2 separate regions of the Sus scrofa genome follow, and region 2 is linked to region 1. The links are chromatin contacts, called in public Hi-C maps. All regions are on one chromosome and are shown on one strand. Each heading gives the region's core, a stretch centred on a gene start, on an enhancer-like site or on the middle of the called end of the contact. The rest is flanking DNA. Distances are from core to core; before and after follow the strand shown. Region 1 overlaps PLCB1 (1-phosphatidylinositol 4,5-bisphosphate phosphodiesterase beta-1). Region 2 overlaps PLCB1 (1-phosphatidylinositol 4,5-bisphosphate phosphodiesterase beta-1).

The links. Hi-C and Micro-C count contacts between places; a contact is called where the count stands out from the background.
Region 2: a contact with region 1 is called in a Hi-C map of fetal liver, with 1.8 times the contacts expected there. The contact joins two enhancer-like sites. A contact is called at or near these places in 4 of 47 Hi-C or Micro-C datasets (embryonic fibroblasts, fetal liver and liver).

The regions. Positions count from the first base shown.
Region 1 is chr17:17,019,841-17,022,540 of Sscrofa11.1, reverse strand. All of the region lies in intron 1 of PLCB1 (1-phosphatidylinositol 4,5-bisphosphate phosphodiesterase beta-1), which reads right to left. Among named protein-coding and RNA genes, the nearest start is that of PLCB1, 14 kb to the right of the region's middle. Within about 2 kb of position 1,315, at least 4 of the 83 cell types and tissues checked have an H3K27ac peak or open chromatin away from gene starts, as enhancers often do. A contact at or near this core is called in fetal liver and liver, where this site is marked.
Region 2 is chr17:17,115,141-17,118,055 of Sscrofa11.1, reverse strand. All of the region lies in intron 2 of PLCB1 (1-phosphatidylinositol 4,5-bisphosphate phosphodiesterase beta-1), which reads right to left. Among named protein-coding and RNA genes, the nearest start is that of PLCB1, 110 kb to the right of the region's middle. Within about 2 kb of position 1,340, at least 3 of the 83 cell types and tissues checked have an H3K27ac peak or open chromatin away from gene starts, as enhancers often do. A contact at or near this core is called in fetal liver and liver, where this site is marked.

The DNA of each region.
Region 1 (2,700 bases), core at 66-2,565:
TGAGCTGTGGTGTAGGTTGCAGACGCGGCTCAGATCCTGTGTTGCTGTGGCTCTGGCGTAGGTCGGTGGCTATAGCTCCAATTGGACCTCTAGCCTGGGAACCTCCACATGCTGCAGGTGCGGCCCTAGAAAAGACAAAAAAAAAAAAAGAAAAAAAAAAAAAGAAAGAAAGTCACCCATGAATAATTTTTATATTGATTATATATTTAAATAAACATACTGGGTTAAATAAATGATACTGTTAAAATTAACTCCACCTGCTTCTTTTTACTTGTTTCAGGGTAGAAAAATTTTGAATTTCCAAGTTCCCTGGTGGCTCAGTAGGTTAAGGATCTGGCATTGTCACTGCTTCGGCTTGGGTCACTGCTGTGGCACAGGTTCAATCCCTGGCCCCAGAACTTCTGCATACTGTGGGTAGGACCAGACAAAGAAAATTTAAAATTTCCACTAGTGGCTTATTTTCTATTTCTACTGGGCAGTGCAGCTCTAGACCTTCATGAGAAAATAACTTTTCTCCTTAACAGGGAAGTCTTTTTCACAAAGCAAACTTGGTCACATAATTCCAGCTAGAAAGTTTTGAGATTTTTTTTCCATACATGCAGCTACTATTTAGTTTTAACATCTCGTAGTACAAAACAAATCTAGTTGCTTCTCCAAGGGTCAACTCTTCAAATATCTGAATAGAGCCAATATGTCGCTACCCTCTGAGTTACCAGGTTCAGGTGTGTAATGAACTGGATTTTCCCTCTCAGCCTTCACCCCACCCCCACCCCCACCCCCTGGAATTCATGTGTTCAAGTCCTAAGCCCAGTGCTTCAAAGTGCAACCCTATTTGGAGACAATCTTTACACTGAGGATTAGGTCATAAGGGTGGGCCCTAATTCAATACAACTGGTGTCCCTACACAAAGAGGAACTTTGAACACAGATACATACAGAGGGAAGATAATGTGACAATACGGAGAAGTCAGCCTACGAGCTCACGAGAAAGACCTGGAACAGATTCTTCCCTCGGGGTCCTCAGAAGGAACCAACACCTTGATCTCAGATTTGTAGCCTCCGAACTCTGAGAAAATACATTTCTGTTGTTTAAGCCCCTCAGTCTGTGCTACTCTATTATGGACACCCCAGAAAATCTGATATAACAATAACCCTAAACCTTAAAGCCAATGTCAAGCACCAGCCCCCAAACCACAGCACTCTCCTCAGTCCAACTGTCAGAAAGTGTCCTGGGCGAGGTGGACTGCCATCCTGTCTCCACAGTGATCCTGAGTTCTCAGGCTGTTGAACAAGAGAAGACACGTGACTAGAGATGTGTGCTTCTCAACTAATCAATGTTACAGAGTCAACAAGGGAAAAGAACAAGCCATGCCCCACAGGGATTGCCCAAGACTTGCATCACACCAAGCAGAGGCAAATATGGCAAACCCATACATTAGGGGGAAAACAGCTATGTAAGAGGAAAAGAATTCCAAGAGTCACAGAAAATCAAATATGATGCCCCAACAAATGTCAGCAGTGCAGCCATGACCATGAAACACACACACACTAAAGATAGTCTTGGATGCAAGAGTGTGAGATTAGGATCTTGAAGTAGAACTTCTATGTGTATCAGCATGGATAAGGGTTTTCTCCCCAGGGTCTGTGCAGTCTGAAATTTCCTCGAGTAAAGGAGAATAGAGAAAATAAAAATGTCCAGGACAGAGGATTCAAAACAATGGAGAAAAGTACCATTAAAATAGTTGCCTTCTACTGACTAGTATAAACACCTCTTTTAGCAAAAACCAGTAAAAAGTTGGAAACATGTTCCTTCAAATACCATGCAGGGTACTTCAGACAGGTACTAGGGATTCAAATGGAAGTCCAGATCCCCAATCATCCAAGCTACTCATTGTTTAGTGGGGGCATCAGATAAGAAAACCCATCATTTCAGTGAGATAGAGATCTGGTGGGTATAAAGTGGCATCTCACTATGGCTCTACTATGCATTTCCCCACTGACTAATGATGTTGAGCATCTTTTCATGTGTCTACAGGCTGTGTGTGTGTGGGGGGGGCATACGCATGCAATGGCCCAATACTTTTTAAAACCAGTTAAAATTCTGAAAAGATACATGCATTTCAATATTCATAGCAGCATTATTTACAACAGGCAAGATATGGAAGCAACCTAAGTGTCCATCAACAGACGAATGGATAAAGAAGATGTGGTACATATATACAATGGGATATTAGCCATAAAAAAGAATGAAATAATGCCATTTGCCACAACATGGATGGATCTAGAGATTATCATACTAAGTGAAGTAAGCCAGACAGAGAAGGACAAACACTACATGGTATCACTTATATGTGTAATATTAGAAAATGACACAAATGAAACCTACTTACAAAACAGAAAAAGAGTCACACGGAAAAAAAAAAAATTATGGTTACCAAATGGGAAGGGGAAAGAAGGGATAAATTAGGAGTTTGGGGTTAAAGCATATACTAGTATATATAAAATAGATAACCAAGATGGGCCTATTGTATAGCACAGGGAACTCCACTCAATACCTTATAATAATCAATAAGGAAAGAAAATGTAAAAAAGAATATATATACCCAAATCACTTTGCTGTACACCTGAAACTAACACAACCTTTTAAATCAACTATATATTTCAATAAAAATTTTTGAAAATAAATAAAATAAAATTAGTT
Region 2 (2,915 bases), core at 91-2,590, 95 kb before region 1:
TTTTTATCCAAGGAGCAGTATAGTGCCTGGCATAAAGTATGCTACTCCAGAGTATTTTTATCATCATCCTCTGACTTTGCTCCTTATCTGTGTCGCCATATCACTTTGTATAATTATTCCCCGCTGTACCATAATCATGTTTTTGCTTCAATTCCATTCCCACTAGATGACCAGCAGCTTGAAGCACATGAGAACATCTTAATTGTATCCACAGGGGCTAGAACAGAGGGAGCACTTGATGAATATTTGCTGGGACTGAATGAAAGTCTGTAATGAAGCTCCACGACTGATGAGCAGGGTCCCAGGCAACTTGTTGGTCCTTCTCTCAGTCCATCTAACTGACTGTGTGGCTGAGTTACAAAGGAAGCTAAAAGCAACTGCCCAGAGCCAAGAGGGTGCCAGGGCTGAGACAGGCATCTCCTGGATTAGAGACGGAGCTCCCTTTTTGCCATGAAGAAATGTATACACATCTCCTCAAGAGAGTGATTTTATTTCCTTCGGATTTCAAAGCAATATCTGCATTCCCATGTTCCCTGAGAAATTCTTCATAAAAGCCAAAGTTTGAAAATAACCTAAGTATCTTTTGAAAGATGACTACATAAAGAAAATATATAAGTATGCGCACACACACGCACACCAAAGAATATTATCCAGTCTTTAAAAAGAAGGAAATCCTGCCATTTGCAACAATGTGGATGGACCTGGAGGATATTACGCCAAGTGAGATAAATCAGGAACAGAAAGACAGTTACTGCCTGATCTCACTTATATATGAAATCTTTTCTTCTTTGGATGCAACTGCAACATACAGGAAGTTCCTGGGAGAGGGAGTGAATCCAAGCCACAGCTGTGACCTATACCACAGCTGTGGCAATGCCAGCTCCTTAACCCACTGCACCACAGCAGGTACTTCACATGTGAAATCTTTTTTTAAAAAAAGTCAAATTCACAGAAACAGAGTAGAATGGTGATTATCAATGGCTGGCATGGGCACTAGGAGAAAAGGGAGATTTGTTTCATGAAAGAAATATTATGGTGGTTGCCCTTTGGGTAGCCAGGGACTTGAGGAGTTACTGTTTAATGGATACAGAGTTTCAGTTTCACAACCTGAAAGGAGATCTGGAGCTGCACCCTGGCAATGGTTCCATGGCAATAGGAAGGTACTCAATTCCAATGAACTCAAGGTAAAGATAGTAAATGTGATGTGTATTTTCCCACCCACACACAAAAAAGAAATGTTGACACATTTCCATTTAGAGCCTGGATCACAGCCTCCTAGCAATGTCAGAATGAGAGGCTAGCACAAACTGTGTCAAGGGTATTGGACCACGCACCTCTGCTGGGATCAAATGCAATCAAGCCCCAGAAAGGCAGTGGCAAAAGTGCTGAACAAGGGAGAGGGCTTCACCTCTTCCCACCAGCCCAGAACAAGGGAACAGCAATACCTTGAAAAATCAGAGACTGGCATAAAGACACATGGGGAACCTCTGGGCAGAAACAGTGCCCAGTGTGAAGCACAGATGTTACAAAGTCTGAATTTTCAGAATGTGGAAAGGGGGGATCAATCTTTTCAGAGGAAGGAAGAGAAAAGCAGAAGAGTAGATCCCAACAATGCTGTGGAGCTGGGATATAACTCCTGGGTCCCTTCTTCATGGCTAGATGGCTACCACACTCAGCTAAGCTGAGTCACCATCCTGTAACATTGCCCCAGTACCAGGGAATGTCCTGGAGAACAGCACAGCAGCAGACTACAAAACACAGGCTTTCAGGTCATGAATTCCACTGCCCTATAACTTTGTATTAACTGGCTGCAAAGGATGGGGCCATGAAACTCTATGATCATACAGGTTGCCAGTGATGATGGGAATGGGACCTAATAAAAGCATCCACATATAGAAAAAAGGAGGGGACTGAAATGCACAGTCTTTTAGGTTTCCTCCAAATTCTAAAATCTTTAGCTAAGAGCTGCTTGAAAAGCTAACAGATCCGGCAGCTCTGGCTCATACTTAAAACAATAATACTGAGCATCACAGGGAGTTTAGCACCTCCCATTTATTCCTAGCCCAAATCTTCAGTTTAGCAGATTCCTTAATTTGTCCATCCTTTTACTGTTGATCAGCCAACTAAACCAACTGTCCATGGGAGACACATCCAATCGGAGACTCTCCTTTCTGTGGGATCCTTCCTCCTGGTTAGTGAGTTTACTCAGAAGATTAAATTAGACACAAGAACACGTTGACTACTGTGCAAAGAAATGGAGTAAAAGGTACAAAGGAAGAAAGCAAGGAAATACCTGATGATGACTGATTTCCCAGACAATCATTAATTTGTACCAACAAAGAGACAACTATGTGCAGAAACTGAAGTACTGTGGATGCCAAGTATCTCATACGCCTTTAGGGACTCCCCTTATAGAGTTTATAAGTTTAAGTAGTGGTTCTCAATAGCTGGGGAAGTCTTTTACCTAGGAAACATACAACAATGTCTGGAGATTTTTTTGGTGGTTACAACTGGGGATATTACCAGCATCCAGTAAGTAAAGGTCAGAGAGGCTGCTTAACATTCTACAGTGCACAGGACAGCTCCCAGCAAAGAATTATCTGCCCCAAACTACTGAGTACTGAGATTGAGAAATGCTGATCTAAAGGGAGGGAATCAATCAACAATAACAGAGTGTGATATGTGCATACATAGATCCTACCTAGGAATGAAAGGAGACACCCTAAATATGTATGTGTGTGTGTGTGTGTGTGTGTGTGTGTTTGTGTGTGTGTGTGTGGTATACAGATGATTTCTATAAAAACTTTTCGGAGCAGATGACCCATGAGACGAATTCTGACGTAGACACGAGTTGACGAACACGGAGAAGTGGGTAGAAGGAAGGAAATGGAACATACTGTGCTCAAGAAAAAGGA